2 separate regions of the Mus musculus genome follow, and region 2 is linked to region 1. Evidence: chromatin contacts called from public Hi-C data. All regions are on one chromosome and are shown on one strand. Each heading gives the region's core, a stretch centred on a gene start, on an enhancer-like site or on the middle of the called end of the contact. The rest is flanking DNA. Distances are from core to core; before and after follow the strand shown. Region 1 overlaps Sorl1 (sortilin-related receptor, LDLR class A repeats-containing). Region 2 has its middle 8.1 kb from the start of Gm40515.

Region 1 (7,154 bases), core at 2,059-4,558:
CAGTGTGCACTTCATGGCGGTGCGCAGCTCTTCCTTCATACGCTTAGCAATTTATTTCCTCCCTTCTATTTATAACAGCTCAGAGCCCAAGGAATGGACAGCAGAAGATTCTCTTCTGCCCTGCCGCCCCCCCCCAGCCTCCCAATAATAAGAATCAGATCTGCGTACCTCTAGGATACTCCTTCACATCCCTTGGGTCCCTAGGGCATGCAGGGGGATTGAGAGATGGCCAGAGCGGGTGGTAATGTTTGGTAAAGACTTTGAGCTATGCCAAGGAGTGGGTGATTGCTGAGAGCCTGCAGTAGCTAATATTCAGGAGCTGAGCCTGTAAGCCTGTGACTGTCGCTCTAGCTGGGGACAACAAGGTTGATGTGCATGCCGTGACTATGTAGATGCTGTTTACAGCGCTTTGAAGTATTGCTTTGGCCAGAGACCCTGTCCCCAGCCAGCCTCCATTATGACTCCTTTGAGCTGCATATTTTGGTAGTATCGGGCTCACTGTGAGCTGAAAGGAAATAAGTACTTCTTACAAGTAGGAGCTCCTAGGTATTGGATCTGCACTTGAGAAGTGTAGTGTTCTACCCGGGTCATAGAAATGCTTTTAAAATGAGGCGGCATTTACATAACAGCCATTGAGAATCCAGTGGCATTTGGAATGTCCGTGCATTGTGCATTGTGTATCTATTTTCTCTGTCTGCGTCCATGATGTTCTCTACCTCCTAAAGAAACCCAGTTCTTCCCTCCTCTCCTCCTCCTCAGCCTCCTGGCTGCCCCTCATCTGCTTTCTGTCCTTGTGGATTTCTCTGCCCAGGATATTTTATATAAACTGAGTCATACAGTATGTGACCTTTTGTGCCTGGCACATTGTAGTAAAGCAATGAGTTAGCATCACATAGAGTCTTCATTAACAACCATGCCAGCTCCCCGGCAAAGACCATGCTGATTTCTCTTTAGCCCACCAACACAGTGTTTTCTTCGCTTCTCACTACCTGGAAGCAAGAGAACAGACCAGACTCATCATCTCCCAAATGAGCTAGAGACTTTTATGTGTTTTCTAAATGCTCATTCATGGGTTACCTTCCGAGGGCCTCCGAATGGAGGAGTTTGCAGGGCTTCTGATCTTAGGCAGCAGATCTCTTGATCTCTGTTTTTTAACCAGGTGAATTCTGGGATACTGATCCTGGGCCCCATGGCTTCCAGGGTTTTGCTTATGGACCAGGCAACCTCTGATTTTGAAGCCAGAGTGAGTAACCTCTAGAGGTCTGAGCCTAAAGGAGTTACCTCCAGCGCTTTCATCCTAGACCAGGTGGCTTCTTGGGGTTCTCTTAAACCCCTCGCCTGTGAGCCTACCAGAGGTCTGACAGGCCTTTAGATTTAGTTTGTCATCTAAGATGGAGTTTTATTCAGAGATCCCTATAGCATGCAATCACATCCCCGCCCCCCCCCAAGCAGAGGCACTCGGCTCCTCCCTGTTGCCGTTACAGGCCCCAATTAATTGCATCTCATTTATCAGGCTCCGGCTATGCCCTGTGCGCCAGAGACAAGAGAAGGAAGGTTGTTCACAGCCCGGGGTTATGGTTATGACTGACTACACATCAAGGTTATGTTCCTGGAAAAGTCACACTCCCACCTTCTCCCGCCCACTGGCAGACCGGTGTCTCCTAGATCAGCCTGTGGAACTAAGTGGGAGAGGCTGGTGGAACCAGTCTGCAAGCCTGCAGCTGCTGTAGAGGGCAGGTGATCCGGAGAGCTGGCAGTGGAGCCGGGCAAAGGACCCAAACACACTAGAAATCACCAAGGGGATCAAGCCACAGGAATCTGTGCGTTCTCCATGCTGTGGGCTGCCCTGGGGGCTGTTGGCTTCTCGGTCACAGTCCCCTGGGGACTGCATCCTGCCTTTTCCTGTAGTTCGGCTATGGACAGGAGGAAAATAGACTGCATGTCATGATCTTAATAAAATTTATGGTGTGCTGACCTTCCTCTCCTGGCTCCCTTGACTGTCCTTGGGGTGCATCGATTCCTGCTACTGATTTGGGTCCTGTGCTTTGGGCGTGGGGGGATGGGCACCTGGGCTGCCTTGAAGATTAGTGGTGACTCACCAGGGAGGTATTCTCATGACTGGATATGCTTGACATCTCTGCCAAGGCAAGGAACTGAACTGTTTGTGTGAGTGCCTGGTGACCCTTGGACAAGCCTTTGCTTGTCAGGGAGCCTTCTCTTTCACCTTGCTGGGCTGCCCTTTTCCAGTCTGCTCTTAGGGATAAAGGGGACATCAGATAGAAAAGGCTTTAAAAAAAAAAGTTCCACTGAGTTTGCTCTTCCCCTCAGAGGCTCTCTTTATAAGAATACCCTGGAATATTTTGATGCCTCTCTTTTGTGCCCATTTTATCCCTCACCCCTTAGGATCAGTTAACGAAACCTATGCTCTCTGCTACAAAGACCCCAGCAAGTGTTGTCAGACCTCCTCCCCACTCTGATCCTGTAACACTTTGTAGCCTGTTCAACGTGTCCTCTGATTGTTAACCTGCCAGAGGGAGGGCTTCGCCCACTTTTGAGGATGGCCAGGTTGAGTACAGGTGGGCCTTTTTATCTCTGACCTCTGGTGAACTTCCGGTGATTCCCCTAGGTTCCTAACCCCTTTCTGAGTGTCATTTACATAGGTGTCTTGTTTGTTCCTAGGGTGCAGATGGTTTTGTAGGCGAGAGAGGGTTTTAGCCCGAGTGTCTGAGGTGTCTGTGTTGGTGGGCTTCTGATCCAGCAGTATTCCCAGTTTCTTCCTGGAAGCCTAGGTTGGAAGGGAGGGGAAGGGAAAGAAAGTAACAGTAAAGTTTGACTCTTGGGGGCAGGAGGAGGTGGGGGAGTCCCTTAGCTGGTTTTATTATTATTTTTTTTGAGTTAAATAATTTATTTGTTTTTGATTTGCATGTTTCTGTTGATGCTTGCCTGGACTTATCTACTGGTAATGAGATGTATACATATATATATATATTATCATCTCTTTTTATTTGAAGCCGTCTCTCTTCAGGTAGTTTTTAGTGTTTGGTTCTTGGATCAAATTAGATGCAGGTGCCTCAAATCCAAAGCAGGGCCTTTGCAGGTTAGTTAGCTTCTTGGTGGGGCTGGCTGCCAAGTTTGTGGCCCAGGTGTTTTTCTTCTCCCTTGTGACATCTGAGAGCACCCCTACGGAGTGGGTGGGGAGATACAAGGGTGGAGGAAGAAGGGAAAGGAAGAGGGTGGAGCTGTGAAGAGGGGCAGGTTTTCTGCCAGAGCTCTGCAGAAAGAAGTGTGGGCCCACTCAACTTGAACTTTTCCTTAGTTCTAGAGTGGTGCTAGGGCCGGGCAGGTGAGCTCTCTGGCTTCAGAGGCAGGCTCTGAGTCCCTAAAGCTCCGCCTCCAAGCCTGTGGGTTTGAGATGACTCAGGAGGCTGGCAGCAGACAAGGCTTATTTCAGACAACTCTGCAGGAGCTCTGGGTTTGGGGAGGCCTTGTTCAGCTTCTCAGTGATGCACCAGAGCTTGTCGGTGTCCCCACAGGTTGAGTAGAGCTCAAGTGTTCTGGAAAGTGAGTCATCTTGGAGCTGATGTCTGTCAGTGCATGGCAACTAAGTCGAGAACACGTGTGCTCAGAGTGGTAGCCACAGCCACAATAGGGAAAGGAGAAAAGGCCACACAGCTAGGCCCATGAGGCAAGATCGAGCTGAAGGAACAAAGGGCTCTTTATTCCCCTTATAGCCTTCCTCAGTTTCTACAGACAGACGCTGAAAGCTTTCTAGCGTCAGGATAGCTCTCAATTCTAATCAGTTCAGAGGGAGTGTTCCTGGATCAGCGGCAGGCCTATCAATCAGGAACCCAGGATCTTTCTACCCTGTTTCTCTGCTTGCATCTGGGCCATTAGGATCCGGAGTTGCCACCTGTGGATGGGGGAAGAAAACAGAATTGTGCATGGTCCAGGGTAGAGTGGTCCTATGGATCATCTCTTAAAGTCTTCTGTCTAGAACTCTGTTCCTGGGATACACCTTTGCTGTCTCAGGCTGGAGAAGAAGAGTCTATGGTGACTTCAGAAAGTATATCAAGAGAGTAGGTGGTCAAGCTGCGACATGGTGGCTTAGCCACAGAAATGGCTACCTAGTCCTTGGTTGGTTGGCTTATATATTCTTTTTTTAATTTTGCTGGTTTACAAAATTGCAAGTCTGGGGACTTCTGTTAGCAGTAATCTAAAAGGCTACTTTTGTTCAGATCTGAGAAAGGTTTCCTCATTTGAGACATTAAAAGGGAAATAAATGTGACACATTGTTATCTCTCTTAGCACTGAGGCAGGAGGATCATGATCACTAAGGCTACCTAATGAGACCCTGTCTTAAACAAATAACAAGGAAAAGTAGAGAGACTGCATAAGGCAGCCTTCCTTTCGCCTCTCATGCTTAGCTGACGTGGAGCAGTGATGTCTCCCTGCCACGAAACACTGGTTTAGCATGAAGCTCAAAAAGCATGTGACCTTTTGGCCTGTGAAATTTTGAAAAATACTTTAAGTTGTTTTTTAATTGGCATACCACTGGCCCGTGTTCCCGAGGTACAGTGTGAAGATGTTTCAGGGGGTGTGCGATAGAGATAACTGGTACATTCAGGGAACGGTTGGGGAACTAAGAGACAGACACCCCAGTCAGAGTCAGCGGGGAGACTACTTAAAATCTCCTTCATTTTTGAATACAATTAGCCGGGCGTGGTGGCTTGTTGCCAATGATAGCCATCCTACCATGCTGCAGACCATCTGGTTTTTCCTGCTGATGGGTGAGATGGCTCAGGAGGTAAAGGTGCTTGTGGCCAAGACAGATAACCTAAATTCAATTCCAGGAACCATGTGGTTGAAGGGAGAGGCCTGACTCCAAGGAAGTTGTCCTGTTCTCTGAGCTCCACACATGCTCTGTAGTGCGTTCATGCGTGTGTGTGCGTGTGCGCGTGTGTGTGTGTGTGTGTGTGTGTGTGCACGTGCTTGCTAAATATGTGTAAATGTAAATTTTAAAAAAGACCAGCTATTCCTTCCATTCATTGCCCATCCTTAACTAGCTAGCCCTCTCCCATCCCACGATTTCAAGCCTATGGAGAATTTCGTTTTGAACAAACAGGACATTTCAGTGATTCGTTTACAGTTTTACAGGTGCACATCACACACACAGAGTAAAGATCAGCGTAGCTGGGGACTGACGTCAACAACGATAAAACAAAGCAAGTAGTCCCTTGGGTAGTGCTATCCTGGGAAGATTTTCTGCAGTCTGGTTAAATGCACAGGGTCACCGATTACAAAAGGGGTTGGTGTTTCTTCCTGAGGAAGGTGCTAATGGTAGAACTTGCAGGGCAGTGAGAAGCGTCTGCCCTGACCCCCACACTTCCCATCTCAGAGTCTGAGTGACAGAGGAGGACTAAGAGACCTGATTTGGAATGTGTGTGGCTGTCGGTCACTGTGGGTCTTGATTTCCTTTTGGTCTCTTTCAGGTCAGTCTGAATGACTCCCACAATCAGATGGTGGTGCACTGGGCCGGAGAGAAAAGCAACGTGATCGTGGCATTAGCCCGAGACAGCCTGGCGTTGGCAAGGCCCAAGAGCAGTGATGTAAGTATCTGTGTGGCTCTGGGTCCTCCTGGTGACATGCCCTTTCTGATCTAATAGGTTGTCATGTCAGAAAAAAAAATAGTGGGTAGTTAGGGATGGATGGTAAGGACTATACATCAGTGAAGAGATATGGAAAGTAATGCGTGCATCCCTCGTGTACTGCACACAGAGTGGAGGCATCCAAGGAGATGTGTGCAGTGTAGGGTGACTTTGTGACGTCATAGGTAGTCTGCCTTGATAGGTCTAAAGCTCACAGGTGGTCTGCACTCATAGCTCCACTAAGTGCCAAAGAGCACTCTAGTGCTGAGTTGACTTGGAGCTGGTCCAGATCAAGTTAAACTGTTTTTGTTTTGTTTTTTTTCCATATGCCAACAAGATTGATGAGCTATTGACAGATGATGTCTGTTTCTTCTTTACTCATCATATACTATCCCTTTATCTGCATGTATATCCATGCTCTCTATATATCTCCTATGGATCTGTCTGTCAGTCATCTATCTTGTATCATCTATCTCTCTATCTTCTATCATCCTATCTATCTATCTATCTATCTATCTATCTATCTATCATCTATCAAGTTTGTTTGTTTGTTTTGTTACAGGGTCTCACTCTCTAGCATACTCCATAGCTTCTTTGGCTGTCTTGTGGCTGGCCTTGAACTTTGCAGTCCTCCAGCCTCAGCCTTTCTAGTGCTGGGTTGCTGAGCCGGAGCCACCATGTCTGCCTGACACAAATTCTCTTAATTTCTAATTTCCACTGTTTCTGTTGATGATGATGATGTTTTGGTTAGATGATTTGAAGAAATAAAAACAAGTTTACAAGCTGAGAAGCCTGCGCACGAGCCCCAGATCCAGGATGGGGCCAGAAAGCTACCTCCAAGGGTGTTTGTTTGTTTGTTTTTGTTTTTTTCTGAGACAGGGCCTCACTATGCAGCCCTGGTTAGTCTGCAGCTTTCTATGCAGACCAGGCTTGCCTTGGATAGGCCATTTCTGCACCTTTAAAAGGAGACACAGGCTCAAGAAACATTGTCTGTCTCTTGATTTCAGTGTGGTGTCTGGTGCTTGGTGAGTGGTAGAGAGAGAGGCATTAAGAAGCAGCAGAAACACTTCTCAGGGCCGTGCTGAAACAGGTCTTAGGATGTGGGAGCCATGCAGGTTACTGGCCCAGTACAGCCAGATCTGATTTTTCAGCACAAGGCCATATAGGTCATTGGTTTTATTCTCTGGTATTGAGGATGGAATCTAGGGGCTAGCACATGCTAGGCAACCTCTCTGCCACTGAGCTTTCAACCCCAGTCCAGAAGTCTTTTTTTTTTTTTTTTTTTTTTTTTTTTTGTGAAAAACTGCTAAGTCTTACCAGTAGGCAGATAAAGTATATTACCTAGGCCAAGTAAAAACGTAGGGTCAGAGCTGGTCTTTGTCTCCCAAGTCTACGGTCCAGGCTTCTCCTTGTGGGCAAAGCAATTGCTCTGCTTTTGGGTGGCTGTCTACCTTCTTCACAAGGGTGACCTTGTACATAGAACATGCTGTAGACCTTCCATTGTATGCA
Region 2 (7,358 bases), core at 2,848-5,347, 140 kb before region 1:
GACTCTGGCTTATAAAGTAAAAGAAGATAGGAAAATTGGAGAGGGATGAGGAGGGGTCTGGGGAAGTTTGGGTATGAGAAAGGTAGAGTGGATATGATCGAAATGCGAGGGGTGTGTATGTGTGTGTGTGTATAATAAAGAATAGCTAAATAAAATTTCAGAGGCACCTGAGCGTTTAGCCTTCAGTTTCACCTCAGGAGTCCCCAAGAGTTAGGACATGTGAGTCAGAGCAGTTGCCCTTCGCACCCTTGCTCTCTCCCACCCACGGGGGCTGAGTCGCTGCCGCCCAGTAGGATCAAGCACAAAGACGGTGGCTCCTGTTTTCTGGGTTCTGTGATGGTTGAGGTCGGTCTTCTGCTAGGCCCTCAGTAGGAGTTCGGTGGAGGAGCCTGCCCTCCCTTCATGCTGGAGGGTGAAAGACATGAAGATGAGTTACAGAAATATGTAAGTAAAATCGAAAACAAGACACTGATCACTGTGAATTATCTTGAATGGGATAAAATTGCTAGTATTTTTGTTGCTGTAGCATTCTTTTTAAAAATGTGCCATAAACAGTCTATAGTAAAATTGAGAGACAAAAATAGAAGCCTGTCTTTACCCTGAAATAGAATAAACTTCCTAAGAAGGGCAGGAAGGCTTTACCAGGGTTTGGTAGAGGAAGAAAAACTTGTTTTCATAAATATTTGCTTTGTGAAGACACGGTGAAGATAATTGTTCAGGGCCAGGATGTAGCCTAATAGAGTGCGTGCATGGCATATTTAAGGCCCTCAGTTATCCCTAGCCTGACAAAAAGGTTTTCTTCCTAATCTCTAAAGTCAAGTTGAAAGCTTTTATTAATTCTACGTGTAATAGAGTTTAAAAATAAGTTATATTCCAGTTTTTTCAGCAGTGAACTCCTAAGTCAAACCTATCAAATCCTTGTAATGAACCTGTAACCATTCGTCTTTTTATAATGAGATTTTCTTAAATTTGGTAAGAGATTTAGCATTTGACTCAGCTCCCTGGTCAGACTTGTTTTTTGAGGACCTGGACAGCGTTCCATCCCTGGGAGTTAAAACCTGACATAGGATGATGCTATCAGAAATGAGTCATTTGGCTTGAAGCTGTGTGTGCCCTCTCATGAAGCCAGCTTATCTCAGAGCGTTTGTTAATCTCCAGCGTTTATGGCTGACTCTTTGAATATTATAATTTTACTCAGCCATTCATTGGATGAAAATTTGACCCTTAACATGCTGCTAAAGAAACAAATAGAAACTTAGTGCACGTCCATCTATTAAGTCAGGCACTGAGTCTGTGGCTCTCGTCTTCTGACCCGGCAGTACAATTCTGTCTTGACATTTCTATACCAGTGCCAACACCACTCCTGGTCAAGACAGACAGATCCTTAACCAGTGCATAGCGCATGCACTGGCTCCCTCTGCAGTCAGTGGGTCACCCCCCCACCCCCCTGTGCAACCCAGGTAGTCACTCCTCTACTCTGTCCCTGGGAATTAATCTTGTCTGTTCTATTATTTCATTTAAGTTGAATCAGATGAGTTATACTTTTGTGTTGAAGTTTTATTTTTAGCTTAACATGTTTTGACATGTGTGCTGTTGTATTTATCAATAGATTGTTTCTTTTTATTGGTGAATAGTATTCCTATTATAGTATACTTCTTATACTAAGTAATATACTACTATTGGCCAATCTGTGTATCTGTTGATAGATACTCGGGATATTTCCAGTGTGGGAATATTTTGAATAAAGCTATTATGGATATTTGTGAGCAAATCATTGTGTGGACCTGTGTTTTCATTTCATTTGTTGTTGTTGATTTGGTTTAGTGTTTGGGTTTTTCAAGTCAGTGTTTTTAGGAGTAGCTCTGGCCATCCTGGAACTTGCTCTATAGGCCAGGCTGGCCTTGAACTCACAAAGGCCTGCCTCCTGAGTGCTAGAACTAAAGGTATGTGCCGCTGCCACCCAGCATGTTTCCATTTCTTACTGATGAATATCTATTGGAATCATGGCATCGTGATGTTCTTGGTGTCTTTCGGTTATTATTGCCTTGAAGAATTCAGTTGAACGGTAGGGACAGTTAGCGCAGAAGTTTGCTTAGCTAAAGCTAAGAAAAGACTGGAGAGACCTTCCCCATGGCCAGGAACGGTCCAGTCAGTTCTGTGTTGTAGATTTTAGGAAGTTTTAAAATTTGTTTTTGTTTTGTTTTTTTCGAGACAGGGTTTTTCTGTGTGGCCTGGCTTTTCTGGAACTCGCTCTGTAGACCAGGCTGACCTCCTCCTCAGAGATCCTCCAGCCTCTGCCTCCCAAAAGGAGGGATTAGACGCATGCTCCACCACTGCCTGGTGATTTTAGGCAATGTTTAATGACTATTCATGAAGGGATAGCATATTCATGGGGCAAGGTAACCCTTTTTCTCCCTTTTAGTTTTTGTTTATTTGTTTGTTATGTATTTTATATATAAATAGATGTTATACATATTCCACCTATACTCACAAGAAGGGGACGATGTTAAAAGCACAGTACAGTGGCATAATGTCAGCTCTTTTGAGAATTCAGACCCTTCACAAGTGTAGACATTGGGTTCGGGGCAGGGTATATCCTGGTGTCTTACGCCTGATAGACTCAGCACAGCCTCACACTTCTAAGATGGGAAACTATGCAGAGATAGAGTCTGCCTCTCAGGAGACAGCTGTAGTCCAAGATTGGGTTTCAATCCTTGGTTACCTCAGTGCTGGTAGGGGAGATACCTGTCTACAATTTTTTAATTGTTTTTTTTTATGTGCACAGATGTCTTGCCTGTGTGTCTGTCTGCACACCGTGCACATGCAGTGCTCAAGGATGCCAAACAGGCATCATGACCCCTGCATCTGTAGTTTCAGACAGTTGTGAGCCTCTATGAGTGCTGGGAATTAACTGTGTCCACTGCAAGGACAACCAGTGCTCTTAAATGCTGAGTTCTCTCCAGCCCCTATGTCCAGTTTTTATAAGAAACTGTCAACTGGATTCCTGAGCAGTTGTATCATCCTATAGTCCCACTACCAATGTGAGAATTCTGCTTTCCCCACAGTCTTACTAACAATATTGCCAATCTTTATTCTCAAGGCATTAGTGTGGATCAATTTACATTTTTCAACGACTAATACAGGTAAACACCTCAAAAAAAAAACAGATTACTACATCTTTTCCTATATGTTCAAGTCTTTTGGCCTTTTAAAAACCAAATTGTTAGTGGTGGTGGTAATTGTAGTAGTAGTTGCTAGAGTCTTATCTAAATCTCCCCAAATGTTCTGGATTCTCAGTGTAGACCAGGCTGACCTTGAACTTGTGTCAGTTCTGCCTCCTGAGTGCTGGAATTACATCTGTGTTCTAGCCAGGCCTTCTATTGCTGTGAATAAAGACCCAAACATCACCGAGGGAGGTCAGGGCTGGAACCTGGAGACAGGAACTGCTGCAGAGGCGGTGGAGGACCACTGCTTGCTGGCTTGCTCCTCCCAGCTTATTCAAAAACTGCCTTCTAGAACCCAGGACCACCAGCCCAGGGGCAGCACCCCCCCACAGTGAGCTGGCCCCCTCGCCCATCAATCGTCAAGAAAATGCATCACAGACCAGTCTAATGGGGGCATTTCCTCAACTGGTGCCCCGTGTCCCAAAAGTATCCTAGCTTGTGTCAAATTGACAGAAATCTAGCCAACCCACCACCCACACCCGGTTTTGCTTTCTTGATTTACAGAGTTCTGTATGTAGTGACACAAACGTTTCTATGTACCTGTTAAAAGATCTACTCCAAGGTGGCTTGTCTTTTCATTGCCTTGATAATGTGTCTTAAGGAAAAATCTTGAATTGAGGTTAATAGCAACAGAACACTTCTGTCTCTCGGGACTGCATTTCCTGTCTTTTTAACGCATCTTCACCATCCCCAGCCTGTGAGCTGTGGTTTTGTTGTTGTTCTGGTGGTGTGGGGGGCGGGGTGTTCACCTTTTGGACAGGATCTCACTGTGTAGCTCCCCCTTTCTTTTCTTCTTTCCTTTCCCATGTGGTTCAAAGTTCACCAGGTCTGACAGCTATGACTAAGGCGAGGTGTGTCCTCTGTGTTTGGGTGTGACTGACTTGTAATGGTTCGGTCCCAGACCTTTCAGTCCACGATCACAAGGCTCTTTCTGGGTGTGGTCAGGGGGAAAGATCAGCCAGGAGCCTATGTGGGGCAAAACCACTCCCCTCACACTGGCCTAAAAGCATAGAGCCAAGTTAGTCTTTTAAGAGAGGAATTTTTTTTTTTTTTTTTTTTTTTGGTTGGTTGGTTGGTTGGTTTTTGAGACAGGGTTTCTCTGTGTAGTCCTGGCTGTCCTGAAACTCACTTTGTAGACCAGGCTGGCCTCGAACCCAGAAATCCGTCTGCCTCTGCCTCCCAAGTGCTGGGTTTAAAGGGGTGTACCACCACCGCCCGGCTAAGAGGAAACTTTTTAAGTTGTCGATTGTTTTCTTCAGATTCAATGCATTCTTTTTCAAAGATTTTGTTCCTTTTGCGGTTTGGTTTGTTTTCTTTTTGTTTAATGTATAGACTTTTTTGCCACGAATTGTTTAAACAGTCCCCTCGTCACATATAAGATGTGCAGTTGTAGTTCCTTAGCGTAGTATAATACTGAATTGTATCTTCCACTTTTCTTGCACAGTCTGAGTGGGTGTTTCTGGCATTGCTTAACCCATGTTACATTGTGCTATTTGACTGCAGCCTTGGGTCTGGGTGCTCCAAACGGGCACTTTGCACAGTGCATGTCCATGCTGCGAGCACCTGCAAACACGCCTGAACACCTCAGTTCAGCTTCTAGCCCACTGTGTCTTAGAACCACATTGCTTACAGTGCATGCGAAGTCTCCTCTACGTATGATGGTCTATGGATAGCGAGAACTTTGGTTGTTTTGCTGCTGTCACTACTCAGCATGTGAATATCAAACTAGTACATCTTCCAGTTGGAGTGTGCCAAAATGCTTGATTTCAAAACTTGCTGTTTAGTATGATGATCTCAGTGTCATAAAAATTGTGAAAAAAAAATTTGGTCTTGGGATTAGAACAGAATTGCTAACAATTTCTGAAATAGTCCTAAATATACTTGTAACATGTATTTATGCAAAGCAGCGCTCTCAGAGTTGATGAGTATAACATCAAACTCAGGGCTGGAGAAAAGGCTCAATGGTGGCGTGCTTACTGCTCTTCCAGAGAACACAGGTTTGTCTCGCAGCATCCAGGCTGGATGGCTCACACCTACCTGTAACTCCAGCTTCAGGGACTCTGACACTGTCTTCAGACCTCCACAAGCACCTGCACATATGTAGCAGACACTCCCACAGACACACACTATTGCACATAAATAAACCCTGTACATAAAAGCGAAGTATCAGTCAGCTTGGGAAAGCATCAAAGATGCTCCCAGGATCAAATTTTTAGCCTGGATTTAATTATTCATGGACAAATAAGTGCATTTGTGTCATTAGTATAAACACTTGATTTCTTCTTCAATAAATAATAAAATTCTAAGCCAATTGTTCTAAACCAACTATTGTCTTAAGTGAATTTCTGTATCATTTATTGTCATTCGATACTTGGTTTTCCTGTCTGTTTTTTATACCTGTACACTCTAGGCCACATAAGAATTTCTGTGGTGGAAAGAGGCTACAAGCTGAGAAGCGTAAGAGGTCCTGACTTAGTTCCCATCCTAAAGTGAAGTCAATGCTCTAAACACTATCAAGAAATTTCCAGAGATCTGCAATGCCCCCACCTCCTCCAGCCCCCGGCAATTCCCAATCCTTCTGAGAACCCACACTCATCTCTGGAGTAAAACATTCAAGATCCTGTTCAGGAGGCCAGACCAGGCCCTCTGCTGCCGCACTGAGAAAGAAAACTCCCACTATCAGACTTTAACAAGTGTCCAGGATCTTGGAACTTGGGCAGTAGAGGCAGGAAAATCAGAAGTCTAAGTCATCCTTGGTTACATAAGGAGTTTAGGGTTTCCCTGATAGATGTGAGATCCTGTCTCAAATTAAGACACCAAAACCAGCTAACATTCCATATACAGTACGGCAGGGACACAATGGACTACGGTCCCAACTTCAGGACTCACTGACTTTTCTTAGTGGCTTGCCATTGGCCTCATCAATGTTCTCCCCCACCCCCACCCCCACCCCCGATTATTTTACCCTTCAGTTGCTCCTTTCCCTCATTGCTGCTTAAAATGGGAGGCTCAGATCCTAGATTTTAATCTTTTGCCTTGGTAAATATAGCCATCTGATGCAATGAAGTTCCCTCCGGGGACTGCTGTGGCTGTAGCTCCTGACTTGTTACTGATGTGAGAACTTCCCATCTCAGTGGGGTTTCTGAGCCACAGCTATGGCTCCCACAACAGCTTTCCTGGTTAGTTTCAGGCTTGGTGGTGTCCTGTGAGGCTTAGAAGGAAGTGTGACAGTGGCCTTCTTTAGACCTGGGGAAGAGAAAACTGTTCAGCTGTTGCCTCATAACTTGGCTGGCCCAAGGCAGCCGCTGGCTCACAGCACCTGCATTTCCTGTCTGATCCTCTTCAGCTTCTACAAATTCTAGGCCTGCACCGTGGGTGATCCATAATGAGTGGCACGCATATATATGTATACATGCACACACATACATATATACGTACACACACGCACACAGAGATATATACACATATGCACACAGTTTTTAAGATCACCTATAGATGACTTTAAAGTGCCTATAGAAAAGCCTTTAGAGGAACAAACACATATTGTATATTATAGTTTAATGGAAACAAAGAGACAGACTTAGTTGATTGTCCCTTCTGGAGCTGTAAGCCTCAAATAAACCCGCTTATAAGTTGCCTTGGTCACAGTGTTTTACTATAGCAATAGAAACCCTGACTAAAACGGTTTGGAAGGGTAAAATTTTTTTAACTGGATAACATAATCAGACAAATGTATACAAAACTGGGGATGTTGCTCACTCCTTTCCAGCACCGAGAAGGTTCCACTAAAGGAACAGTGTTTGGAGATAACACTGTTTAGCCATAGGAGACATAGCATAAAGTTGACATGATATTGGTTCCGCTCATGGTTAGGGACTGAGCATCTTCAACACTGCTTATAACTCCCCTATCAAATGCCCTTTTTGTGTGATGGTATATCAGGACACATGGACTTAATGAAAAGAGGAAGCACCCATGTCTTCTGATGTCAGCCCCAGTAAGCAGCTGCCCTTGTGCTCCATATTTAATCTGCTAACCAAGATGATTGTGCCTTTTAAAAGTTAAGTTAAACTCGTCTTAGGGAATGCTAGTCTTCAAACTCTGTTCAACTCCAAGCCTCTCTTCTTCGTGTGA

Evidence for each region. Hi-C and Micro-C count contacts between places; a contact is called where the count stands out from the background.
Region 2: a Hi-C map of regulatory T cells shows a contact between it and region 1, with 2.2 times the contacts expected there. The contact joins two enhancer-like sites. A contact is called at or near these places in 6 of 39 promoter capture datasets (the 3T3-L1 cell line, embryonic stem cells, frontonasal cranial neural crest and 3 more), 9 of 484 Hi-C or Micro-C datasets (Th2 cells, bone marrow-derived macrophages, cerebral cortex and 6 more), 8 of 115 datasets of contacts at active chromatin or transcription factors (CD8 T cells, differentiating embryonic stem cells, effector CD8 T cells and 4 more) and 1 of 9 other capture datasets (bone marrow-derived macrophages).

What each region holds. Positions count from the first base shown.
Region 1 is chr9:42,104,880-42,112,033 of GRCm38.p6, reverse strand. Sorl1 (sortilin-related receptor, LDLR class A repeats-containing) reads left to right here. Exons shown (of 48, transcript NM_011436.4): 2 at 5,490-5,606. Among named protein-coding and RNA genes, the nearest start is that of Sorl1, 16 kb to the left of the region's middle. Within about 2 kb of position 3,308, at least 174 of the 459 cell types and tissues checked have an H3K27ac peak or open chromatin away from gene starts, as enhancers often do. A contact at or near this core is called in CD8 T cells, Th2 cells, effector CD8 T cells and 1 more, where this site is marked.
Region 2 is chr9:42,246,005-42,253,362 of GRCm38.p6, reverse strand. It overlaps a transcript of Sc5d not described here. Among named protein-coding and RNA genes, the nearest start is that of Gm40515, 8.1 kb to the right of the region's middle. Within about 2 kb of position 4,097, at least 48 of the 459 cell types and tissues checked have an H3K27ac peak or open chromatin away from gene starts, as enhancers often do. A contact at or near this core is called in CD8 T cells, Th2 cells, effector CD8 T cells and 1 more, where this site is marked.